Regions from separate parts of the Mus musculus genome. Here all the other regions are linked to region 4. A link is a contact called in public HiChIP or PLAC-seq and promoter capture Hi-C data. All regions are on one chromosome and are shown on one strand. Each heading gives the region's core, a stretch centred on a gene start, on an enhancer-like site or on the middle of the called end of the contact. The rest is flanking DNA. Distances are from core to core; before and after follow the strand shown. Region 1 holds the start of Rab24 (RAB24, member RAS oncogene family). Region 2 holds the start of Rgs14 (regulator of G-protein signaling 14). Region 3 holds the start of Fam193b (family with sequence similarity 193, member B). Region 4 holds the start of Macroh2a1 (macroH2A.1 histone).

Region 1 (2,826 bases), core at 102-2,601, 810 kb before region 4:
CACAGGTTCAAGAAGGCCAGAAAGCAACCAAGACTGTCATTCCCATCTTTGAAATACACTCAGGCAGATAGTACCCGCCCCCAAGCCCCCATCCTCAGAGACTTAAAAACAGCTACTATCGGCATAGTCCTGAACATCATGGAAGTCTACACGACGGCGCCGCCTGTCTTCCTCCAGCAGGTCACTCTTAGTGCCACACAGGTAGATTTGACAGCCCTGTAGCAGAAGACAAGGCTGAGATTATCTCCACAGACCAATACAGTCTCTGTCCCTACTCTTGTGATATCTGGCCACCTACCTCTTCTAAACTGCGCAGCTCCTTAACCCAGAACTTGGCTCTCTCAAAGCTGCTGCTGTCAGTGAGGTCTTGGTAAGGGTAAGGCAAGAGACACATAAAGATCAGCGGCTTCCCTCTGATGCTGGCCTGTAACCTAACCCTTACTACTTGAACACGCCAGAATTCAACCCCTTACCATAACAGACAATTGCAGCTTTAGCACCCCGGTAATAGATTCTGCTCATGGCTTCGTAGCGCTCGGAACCTGCTGTGTCCTGAGGGGTGAAAGGAGTTAATAAGCTCCTTCACAAGACTACAAAATAGGCCCCATCTTCCAGACAACCCCCCCTCCTTTTTTTAGACGAGTAAATGGGTGTGAGGAAGGAAAAACGACCTCTATGAGGCTCCAGTTGGCTGGTTTAAGAGGCAAGACATTAAATTCGGGAGACAGGTTTGCACAAGACTCTGTTCTCAAGGGACTTACCCAAATGCCCAGAGTCACCGTCCGGTCTCCAACGCACATCACCTTGGCCACGAAAGCAGCCCCGATGGTCTACAACCAGGGAAGAGATAAGTGTGGAATACTGGCCGGACCCCTTCCTCCCATGCCTGCTCCGCAGGGGTGCACTCACGTTCTGATAGGGCCCCACCAAGAAGCGGTCGTGCACGTATCGTTCCACCAGGCTCGTCTTGCCCACGTATTCCTTGCCCAGCATAACCACCTTAACGTCCACGCGCTGCCCGCTCATGCTCCCTGGGCCGCCTCACCCACTTCAGGGTCCGCGCGGCCCAGGCAGAGCCCAAGCCTCAGACCCCAACCCCAAGGGCCTCGCACCTCGCAGGCCCCTGGCGCCTCGGCCCGGGGCGCTCCGTCCTTTGCAGAGCCGCGGCGCGGGGACGCGGACAGCGCCCTCCACCGCGCCGCAGAGCCCTGCGGTGCTCACCCGCGCGACCGCCGCTGCGCCCGAAGCTCCGCTGCGCCGGGGTTACCGACTGAATCTGGGGTCCTCGTAGCTAACTCCAAACAGCACCTCTGGGACTGGAAGCCAAGAGGCGGGACGCCCGGTCACGTGACGCGGGCGCCGGAAGTGGCCGATCCTATGCATCCGGCGCCGGAAGCGTCGTGCAGTCCTATAACCCCTGATGGCGGCGGTAGGGACCTGGGCGCGGTCCTGCGGAGATTGAGCTGCGAGCCTGGCGGGCGTGCGCCTAGCCACGTCCCCCCCACCCCCGGGCTCTTCACCCTGATGCTGCACGGGTGCTGAGCCCGTCCGGGTCGGGACGATGGTGAAGTATTTCCTGGGCCAGAGCGTGCTCCGAAGTTCCTGGGACCAAGTGTTCGCCGCCTTCTGGCAACGGTACCCGAATCCCTATAGGTACGTGGCGTTGGGTAGAGCGAGTCGCCTTCCTCTCTTCTTCTGGAGATCGCACCGTAGGCTGTCCTTCAATAGTGGAGTTTGAAAGACTGGACAGAGTCCGATGTGGGCTATCTGCGGAACTGTGGCCACAGTTATAGCACAAAATCCTTATAGGATTAGAATCAGTCCAAGCCTCCAAAGTCCTCGAAGAAGATTGTCTAGTTTGTGATTTATATTGGGCTCTAGATTTCTATTTTGCAGTCCAAAGGTGGTTGGACAGGAAGAGGCGGCAGCACGGGAGTTGAGCGGTATTTCGGGGCCAGAAATCCTGAGGATGGTTTGCTTACCTGCTGCTGGCGCTCTCTAGTGGTATAATTCTTGAGATTTTGCTCGCTTTGGAGAGCCACAGAATCCATGTCGGGTGGAGGAGGGAGTTGGAATTTGCCCGGGGATAGGTTCAGTGTACTCTAATTCTGAACCCGGGCACAGATCACAGATTGCAGGCAGCCATGACCTGGAGGCGCTAAATAGGAACCAGTAGACATGCTGTCAAGAGCAGGCTCCTGAGAATCATCTTTAACTCTTGCAGCAAACATGTCTTAACCGAAGACATAGTGCACCGGGAGGTGACCCCCGACCAGAAGCTACTGTCCCGGAGACTCCTGACCAAGACCAACAGGATGCCACGTTGGGCAGAGCGACTGTTTCCTGCCAACGTTGCTCACTCCGTGTACATCCTGGAGGACTCTATTGTGGACCCCCAGAATCAGACCATGACCACCTTCACCTGGAACATCAACCATGCCCGGCTGATGGTGAGACTTCCTTTGCTCCCTCAAAATAGTTGCCCTTCAGATTTCAGGCAAGAGAGTTGTGGGAACTTCTGTGGCCAGAGGCAGGCCTAAAATACCAATGAGCTGCATCTCTAGAGTTCTGCCCTTAGATTGGTCTACCCTTTCGATTGGTCAGATTCTCTGGGACTGTCCCTTGGCTCTCAGATGGTGGGGAAAGACACCCCTGTTCTTTTTTTCTTTTTTTTTTTCCCCGAGACAGGGTTTCTCTGTGAAACTCTGGCTCTCCTGGAACTCATTTTGTAGACCAGGCTGTCCTCGAGCTTAGAAATCTACCTGCCTCTGCCTCCCAAGTGCTAGGATTAAAGGCGTGCACCACCAACCACTGCCCGGCTGACAC
Region 2 (2,803 bases), core at 207-2,706, 770 kb before region 4:
GATATGATGAGACAAGTGTCCTTTATAAAACAGGACAGGAGACAGTATGCTCCCTATCTCTCTGCTTTCTGACACGTGGGCACAGCAAAAAGATGGCCGTCTGCAAGCCATGACTCGTCAGAGCACAAGTGTGTCAGGGCTTGAGCCTGGACGTGCCACCTCCGGAATGGTGAGAACTGAGCGTCTGTTGTCCCGGCCACCCAGCACATGGCATTTTTTTTTCTTAATAATTTAAAAACTATTTTTATGTGTATGACCGTTTTGCCTGCCTGGGTGTCTGTATACCATCTGCATACCTGGTACCCTCAGAGGCCAGAAGAGGGCATCTGGTCCTCTGGAACTGAAGTCAGGAGCAGTTGTGAACTACCATGTGGTGACCAGGAATGGAACTCTGGAAGAGTAGCCAGTGCTCTTAACCACTGAGCCATCTCTACAGCCCGGTTTGTTTTCCTTTGTTTGTTTGTTTGTTGACCAGGTATCGTTATGTAGTCCTGGCTGATATGTAAATGAGGCTGGCCTTGCACTCAAAGAGCTCCACCTGCTTTTTGGAGTCTGAGCTAAGACAGTTCTGCACAGAGGTGGGCTTTCTACTGAGTATGGCTTACTTTACCTCTTTGGTATGGATATACCCAATCCATTCTCCTACCCTTCAGTGCATGTGTGCATACCCAGCCCCTGGGGTGTCTGACTATACATAGGCATGCCTATCATATGCACCCATCCAAGGCACTATACACTATCTATCTTATTTTGTTTACATTTAGATATAGATACAGACATAGTATAGATCCAGATTGAGTTTCCTGTAACTAAGTCTGACCTCAAACTGTTATTCCTGCCTCTGCCTCACAAGGGCTGGCATTACATACATGTGCTACCCTGCCCAGATTCGAGTGTGTATGCCTGAAGATTCAGGTGCCCTCGTGACACAGCATGCCCACATGCATGGTCACACAGGTGATGTGATTACCTCTTTGCTCACCTGGCTATCAGATGACAGCCTAGGGGCAGCAGTCTCCGCATGCAAACTGCCTGAGCTAGGGTTGCTAAGCATGCATAAGCCTGGGACATAGAAGGTAAATGAGTAGTGAACAATGCACTTTTGTGGATGCCTAGGACTCGGAACACATGCCCCATGTCCATGGAACCCCCCCCCAGACTGTCTGCTCCACAAGTGTCTAGTTGTATGAGCATGCACTTCAGCATGCTGACACATCCTTGGAGCCTTCAGATTGAACACTCCAGGTACCTCGCTGGGCAAAAGGAGGCTCCTGCTGGCTGTTGGTGCTTGCATGGTGTGCAACCGAGGGTGCGTTGGCGGCATGTGTGTGTGCATGAACGTGTGTGTGTGTGTGTGTGTGTGTGTGTGTGTGTGTGTGTATGAGAGTAGGAAGAGACATTCGCTCTCTTAGACCTTGCTTCTTTCTGTGGTTTGGTTTCTATAGAGACACTTCCTGTGGCAGAGAAAAGAGGTAGTGAGCTGGTGTTTCAGGATGTAAGGGCCCGGAGGAGCAGAGCTCTCTCTCTCCACTGCCTGCTTGCCACCCCAAGAGAGTGCTTCCGCGATCCTTGTGGTGGGTGGCCCCCCGTGGAGGGGACCTGTGATCAACGGCGGTATGCCAGGGAAGCCCAAGCACTTGGGTGTCCCCAACGGGCGCATGGTGAGTGTGGGCTCTGAGCCAGAGCCACAGGGAGGGGGGTGGGCACACCCAGGGTGGAGTCCAGGAGGCACACCCAGCAGGGTTGCAGAGGAGCAGGCTGGAGAAGTTGGGTACAGACAGCTGCTGGCATTGGGACCTGGTGCTGTCACCCTAGGACCCTTCCAGATGCCCTGCTAGGAGTCTGGTGCAACCCCAGGGATTAGTCCAGAACACAGCAGACTTAGGTCTCTGGTTCCACATGCAGGTTGGACTCGCTGCTCCCTCATCCGCTACTGGGATTACTGAAGTTGATTACAGAGTAGCCTGGAGATCCAGTGGTCACTTCTAAAACTTCTCAAGCCCTATGTCTCAGGCCCTCAGCCCTCCTCTCTTCATCTCACGCTCTAAGTGCCCAAGATAAGGTTTTAAGAGCAGCCCTTGCTGGATCACTGCATCAACCTGCTCCAGAGGCAGCCTGCCAGAACTAGTGTTCTTTGGGCAGCCCAGGACGGGTCAGTAAGGGCAGGACAGGAAGATCAGCTCTGTCTGGTCTATTCCTAGCTTCCAGGAAGGGTGTGTGTGTGTGTATGTGTGTGTGTGTGTGTGTGTGTGTGTGTGCGTGCAACTTAGTATAGGATGCCCTGGTTGCAGCCCTAACCCATTAGACCTTCTCCAGGCTGTTTAACTCCTGACTAGAGTTGTCTCCAAGTTTCTGGCTCTTCTTTCATTCACCAAATAGGACAGGCTGTGTTGAGCCTCCCTTTTCTCCTTAGGGACCTGGCTCACCTAGCAGGATCACTCCAGGGGGACCAAACAGTGTCCTGGTAACCTCTATCTTAAGGCCCCAGCCTAGAACCATGGGATAAAGCCAGTGGGTCCAGAATAACCTGGGATCCAGAGAGAGAGACCTGGGATCCAGTTCTAGCTCTGCTGTCTTTTCCCAAGAAAGATCCTGTCCTGTTTCGTCATCAGTAAAATGAAATAGAAACTGATCAATGTCCTGTTTGCTGAGTGCCATAATGAATATGAGACACTTGAGCATTGTAAAGGCTACGGAAGGGTTATCCTGATAACCCCTGTACTTTCATCCCCTCTTTAAGAATCTTCTATCTCATTAAACAGTTCCCACCTCTGCCTTCCAGTTCCCAAGGTTAGTTCTCATG
Region 3 (2,734 bases), core at 210-2,709, 560 kb before region 4:
GAAAGCGTTCCAGGAATGGTACCCCAAATGGCATCCCCACTCACATGCACAATTCCAGAGATTCTACTAGAAGGCTGTCAAGAGCCATGCCTTCAGGCTGCACCAGCCTCCCAGAGTCCCCTGCTGCCCGATGCAGTGTCTGCAGAGCCAAACGCATCTTCCGCCACGCCTCGTCCTCATCCGGGCGCTGCATCCGACCCTCCAAGACTCCTGCAGGGGCCTGCCTTCCTTGGCAGGCTCAGCCAAAAAACCAACTCAAAACTCTTTTGTCAGAGCAAGCTTAGGGTGAGCCACCCAGCCCCGGGTGCCACAACCCTCCCTGAGCAACTGTGGCCCACGCCACCCCCGCCTCTCCTGTTTGCTCCTTTTTGCTCAAAAGAAAGTGACCTTCCAGGTGGCAAGCTGGAAGCTTCCGAGAATCCTCCCAAATACTCTTAGTCTCGCAGGATTCACCAAACTAGTGGACTGGCGGGGGTTGGAGGTGGGAGTGGGGGCTCCTTATGGGACAGGAGATAGGAGGAGAACAAGGGTTTCCTCTTTAGTGGAGTTATTCTAACAGTCTTTGGGGCCGCCAACTGTTCTGCTGGGTAGGGAAAGGAGAGAGGTCCCGGAAGGCAGATGCAGAGAGGTACAGCTGTTGAGGGTAGCGGCTGCAGACCGTGCAGGGGAAGGGATGAAGCTGCTGGGGGCGGGGGTGGAGGGGCGCACAGAGGCTGCAGCCTTGCAGGTTCCAGCGCCCTGAGATGATGGTCTTTTAGGGGCTAGGGGATAGGGGGGAATCAGGTGGCTCCAAAGGGAAGTGGAGGGCAGAGAACTAAGCGGTGGTCTCGGGACCTGAGCGAGTCCCAGAGAGCATAAATGGTCAGAAGATTTAGCTCCGGAGCAGGGCCTGAACGGGTAGCTTTACAAGGGTCGCAAGAGGGTTGGCTGAGCTTTGGCTTTGGAGAGGGGTCCAGCTTCCACTCCCGGCAAGCGGGTTGAAAGCATCTGCCCCGGACTTGGGATTTGGTCCCAGACCCACAGTATGGTCCATGCCCACTCCCGCCCCACTCCCGCTCCCGCTCTGGGGAGGTGTAAGCAGCCCGGCAGTCGGAGTCGTTTTGCTCGATCCTACCTGAGGGCCTGGAGCCAGCTTGGGCTCTTCTTCCTCTCGGGGACCGTCGCAATCCAGCTCGGCGGGCACCTCCGGGGGCCCTGCACCGGCTCCCGCTTCCAGGCTCGGCGGCGGCGGCTGCGGCTCGGGCGCCTGGGGCTTCTGCAGCCCCGCGGCCCGCGCCCGCTCCCGCCGGCCCGCGCCGCCGCTTGGCCTGCTCCGCCTCCGAGTCATGCTGCCTCTTGCGCCGCTCCCCCGCTCGCTGGCTCCTCTCGCGCCTCCGCCGCCGCCGCCGCCGCCGCCGCCGCCGCCGCCGCCGCCGCTCCCCTCACAGGACAACAGCCAATATGGCGGCGCCCGGCGCCCCTCCCCGCCTGCTGCCAACAGGTCAGAGGGCACACTCAGTCCGCGCCGCCGCAGTCGCCACGGAAGCCGCCAGCGCCATTTTTAATAAGGCCACCTCGCTGGGCTTCGCAGGAGACCAGCCCCGGGCGAGATCCTGTCCTAAGCACTAGTCCGAAAGGCTGCGATCGGCTGGAGAAACACATTGGGCTCTGTAATAGCGGGCCTAGGAGCTTAATTATCCATTAAATAATGAGTGAGTTACTAATCTTTTTGCTGCGAACTTTTCACGCTCATCTCTTGGCTCCTCCCTAAATCACTTGGAAACAGGTACGAATTATTCCCATTTTGCAATGGACAAGCACTGGCTGCAAAATGCCTACCATAGATTCCTAGATATCATCCCACCACACCTGTGGTCAGCCTGAGGCGAAAGAATAGGCAGGTCTTTACTTGTCGTTTACTGGGAGCCCCACGTTCTGTGCTCAGAACTGCAGGACCCAGACTCAGGTCGTTCTTGAGGCTGATGGGGAAGGGGGTCACTTAAATAGATAATAGGATCGGCGTGACAAGGATGAAATGATTAAAGCACATACTCTGGCAATGTTTTTTTTTTTTTTTAAGTGGTATGTGCGAGAGAGGTCTTTAACCCACAAAGCAAAATTAGAAATGTTTTAATAGCTCAGCATTTTAGTTGTTAATATGTCATCTCCACCCATTTTCTTCCCACAGGGGGAGAAAAATTCAGGCACATGGAACAAAAAAATATATGTATTTTTTTTTTAAGTTTCCAATGCTGTCTTATGCCTTGTCGAGTGAAACTGGAACTTTTTAGTAGTTACACGTGGAATTTATATTGATAACATCAATCAGAACAAAATCTGAAACTTTGACTACCAAGAAGTAAATCAATTTTTAAAAATTGCTCTATTTATCTTATTGTTTTAATAGGTATGTGTGTGTATGTGTGTGTGTCGGTGGGACTGGGTTAAACTTCTTTGGCCTAACTTGCTCCATCTTGAAGTCTGTCCTCCGTTTTGCATGGCCCCAATTCCAAGAAAAACCACAAATGTTCTAGAGTCTACCACTCAGGGAAGGGGAGGAACATCTGGCCTTTTCTCCAAGATCCTGAAACAGTTGCCACCCTTCTTTCCCTGGAATACCTAGGGGCCACCACAGACCAATCAGGAACCAGGACCTCTGGAAAGCCCCCTAACCACAACCAACCATGGTAAAGGTTGCCTAGACCCTCACCCTAATCTTCCACTTCATACCTGGTTGTGGTTTTCTGCTTTAAAA
Region 4 (2,939 bases), core at 239-2,738:
TGTAAGCCCAGTTGCTGTTGCTCAATTGGTCAATTGTGGACAAGCTGTAGTAACTCCAGTAGCGAGTATGAGGGTGTCCATTTCAGAACTAACCGCAACTTTGACTGCACACCTTAAGGTGAACCTACAGGAAATTTAGTTGGGTTTGGACTTTTGTCTTCCACTCCAGCACAGACTTTCAAAACTGGGACTCCATGCTGCAGTGTCTACAAACAAAACACTTCCTCTCTTTTAACAGTAAAACCTCAAACCACAGAGGTGTCAGCAAGAGGGAAACCGAAGAGGAGAACCCCTCTAATTGTCTATTCTTCTAAGCTGTTTTATTAGATCGTTAAAATCTTACAAAGACTTCATAATGATTGTAATTGTTGGAGACGAGATCTGCCTCAACTGCTTGTTCAAAAGTTACACCGTCAAACCTAGAAAACACTTTCCCCTGCATTTCTTCAAAGACTCTTTCAAGCAATCTTCTGCCCAGCAGTGAGATATCGGTGGTCTCTGCAGGAGTGGGCGCTGGGCTCAGCATCTTGCACACCTGTTGTCAGGTGACACCGTCAGCAGCATCCCGCGCCTCCCATCTCTACTCACCCCACCCCCAGAGACTCTCAGCTGTCCCTCTGCGCGCGGGGAGCCTCCAGTCTTCCAGAGTCACCTTAAAAATAACACCTCCCCAGCACAAAGCAAACAAAAGGCGAGCGAGAGCCGCGGGGCTTCCATAGCTCCTCTCCAGCCCGCCCCGGCCTGGGATTCCGTCCGCGAGTGGTCCCCAGGCCTCGCCTGCTCAGGCCTCGCGGCGGGTGCCCCACCAGCCGGCCTCACAACGGCCTGTGGCTCGCGCCCCACTTTATTGTGCCCGGGAGGGCACGCGCGGGCCGGCGGCGCACGAGCAAGTAAACTCTGAGCACAGCAGCTCCGGGCCCGGGCGGAACGGCTGGTCACGGCCTCCGGGCCTCGGTGCCCTCGGGCCCACGCCATCCCTGGCTCTCCCTCCCGGGCAGAGGGGGAGACCCGATCAGCCCCTTGCCCACAAAGCGCCCCGGCGGGGGTAGGGGTGCGTCTCCGAGCGAAGTTGGTTTCCGGGTTTGCTTTCCGAACAAAACCATCCGGACCCGCACGCTGCCCCGGGCAGGGCCTTGGCGGACTCCGGGCGGCCCGAGGTCCGAGGGTAACCGCCGGAGCTTCCCGGGCGCCAGGCAGTGCCCCGCGCGCGGCAGCAGTCGGGCGCGCGGGGCCCAGACGGGGCGGACCGGCAGCCTGCGGCTCCGAGGCCCGCGCGGCACTTACCGGGCGGCTGCACGGTGAGGGGCCCGAGGCCGGTCGGCCGCTTGCGCCGGTCCGCTCCGCACTCCTGCCTGGCCGCCCACGCCTCCTCGCTTCCCGCCCGCGCGTCCCGCGCTCGCGCCCTCCGCCCGGCTCCGCTGGAACCAGTGAACTGGAACCACTCGCGGCGGCCCCGGGATTCCCACAATGCACAGCGCGCCGCTCGTCACATCCCTTCCCGGCCTCGCGCGTCCGGCCACCCCTCCCCGCGCCACTCGGCGCCCCGGCCTTGACCCCGGCCTGCCTCGGGCCGCGGACGCCAACGACGCCAGCCTCGGTTGTACCCAGGCCTTGGTGCTCTGCGCCGCCCCCCCCCCCCGCCCCCAGGCATCGGTCTGCGCGCGGGAGCTGCAGGGGTCCGGCCTCAGAAAGGTGCCTGTAGGTAGCGCGGCTCTGCAAGCGTCTGCTGTGAGCACCTACTGTGTGTCTGGTGTCCCCTTGTCCCCAGTAGCCTCGTCCACAAAGAGGGAGGGTAGAACAATTGCTGTGACCAGGGATCTTCTTCTGCCCGGTCAGCACCAACTCCGCGCCTCAATCCAGCCTCCTGACTTTTTAAATACAAGGCAGCTGTGTGCCCCAAGATCAGCTACCGTAGCTCAACTCCCTTGATCAGTGGGATTCTACAGAGCTGGCCTCAAAGTCTGGTCTTGCTTTGCTCGTGGAATCGGTTAGCTACCTCCACCAAGCAAACGTTTGTTGACTACTGGCTCCAAGTGGAGACTTACTGATTTAAACAGTTGATACTTTTATTACATATTAAGGTGGTGGGGTGGGTGTCAGCCAGAGAAAGGGCAGCAACATCTATCCACAAAACTAAAGACTCTCCTTCAGGCCCAGGCTACACTAGAATATTAGCAGGTTTTTGGTTTGTGACCCTTTAACAGCTGGGCCATCTCTCCAACCCTAGCGCATTTTATAGACACAAAAAGCATTGTCTAAAGCCCCTGGCCCATGCATTCATTATTTCAAGTAAATATCTGGGACATTCTGCACACCATGCATAAACTTGAGTGTAGTTGTGAAATGGTGAACAGAACTGGCAACTCCCACCCCACCCCACTCCACCCTACCCCCATCCCGCTTTCCTGGAGCTTACAGTCTGGTGGGAAAAGAAAGGCAAGAGACAAAGGAATCACACATTACAGAGTATAAATTCTCAGAGGAAACAAGGTAGGAAAAAAAAATCCTAGGAAAGGTAAGCAGGGGTGTATTTGGTAGTCTTGAGGCTGAAGAGATGGATGGCTCCGTGTATAACAGCACTTCGTGCTCTTGCAGAGGGCCAGGATTCTGTTCCCAGGATTCATTTGTGTGGTCCTGATAACTCCACTGGGGGGGGGGGGGGGGCTCCAGTGCACTCTTCTGACATCCATGAATATCAGGCACCACGGGGTGCACATACACACAAGTAGGCAAAACACTCAAACACACAGAATAAAGTAAGTCCATCTAACCTTTTAAAAAGAGCGAGTTTCAGTAAGAAAGAAACATTTCTGGAAAGGCCTGAGGGAGTAGAGGGAGCAAGCAAGCCATGGAACGGGTACTGAGGAGGAGTACTCCAAACATGAAACTCCAAAACTATTATGGGCTGGAGTATGAAAATGAAGTCCAGAAAATGGAGG

What was found. Promoter capture Hi-C pulls out the DNA fragments that hold promoters and counts their contacts. HiChIP or PLAC-seq counts read pairs in DNA pulled down with a chosen protein or histone mark.
Region 1: a promoter capture Hi-C map of liver shows a contact between it and region 4, with 2.7 times the contacts expected there. The contact joins the promoter of Rab24 here to the promoter of Macroh2a1 in region 4. A contact is called at or near these places in 2 of 39 promoter capture datasets (liver and pre-B cells).
Region 2: an H3K27ac HiChIP or PLAC-seq map of microglia shows a contact between it and region 4, with 6 times the contacts expected there. The contact joins the promoter of Rgs14 here to the promoter of Macroh2a1 in region 4. A contact is called at or near these places in 1 of 39 promoter capture datasets (pre-B cells) and 1 of 115 datasets of contacts at active chromatin or transcription factors (microglia).
Region 3: a contact with region 4 is called in a promoter capture Hi-C map of stem cell-derived epiblast-like cells, with 3 times the contacts expected there. The contact joins the promoter of Fam193b here to the promoter of Macroh2a1 in region 4. A contact is called at or near these places in 8 of 39 promoter capture datasets (cranial neural crest, frontonasal cranial neural crest, liver and 4 more) and 2 of 115 datasets of contacts at active chromatin or transcription factors (bone marrow-derived macrophages and embryonic stem cells).

Annotation. Positions count from the first base shown.
Region 1 is chr13:55,320,629-55,323,454 of GRCm38.p6, forward strand. Rab24 (RAB24, member RAS oncogene family) reads right to left here and starts at 1,352. Exons shown (of 8, transcript NM_009000.3): 1 at 910-1,352; 2 at 762-830; 3 at 474-552; 4 at 299-366; 5 at 117-216. The coding sequence starts at 1,026. Prelid1 (PRELI domain containing 1) reads left to right here and starts at 1,427. Exons shown (of 5, transcript NM_025596.5): 1 at 1,427-1,653; 2 at 2,225-2,450. The coding sequence starts at 1,562.
Region 2 is chr13:55,368,276-55,371,078 of GRCm38.p6, forward strand. It overlaps Rgs14 (regulator of G-protein signaling 14), which reads left to right and starts at 1,457. Exons shown (of 15, transcript NM_016758.3): 1 at 1,457-1,661. The coding sequence starts at 1,617.
Region 3 is chr13:55,569,661-55,572,394 of GRCm38.p6, forward strand. It overlaps Fam193b (family with sequence similarity 193, member B), which reads right to left and starts at 1,460. Exons shown (of 11, transcript NM_145382.4): 1 at 45-1,460. It overlaps Gm31364 (a long non-coding RNA gene), which reads left to right and starts at 1,436. Exons shown (of 2, transcript XR_873486.2): 1 at 1,436-1,765.
Region 4 is chr13:56,134,062-56,137,000 of GRCm38.p6, forward strand. It overlaps Macroh2a1 (macroH2A.1 histone), which reads right to left and starts at 1,489. Exons shown (of 9, transcript NM_001159513.1): 1 at 1,285-1,489.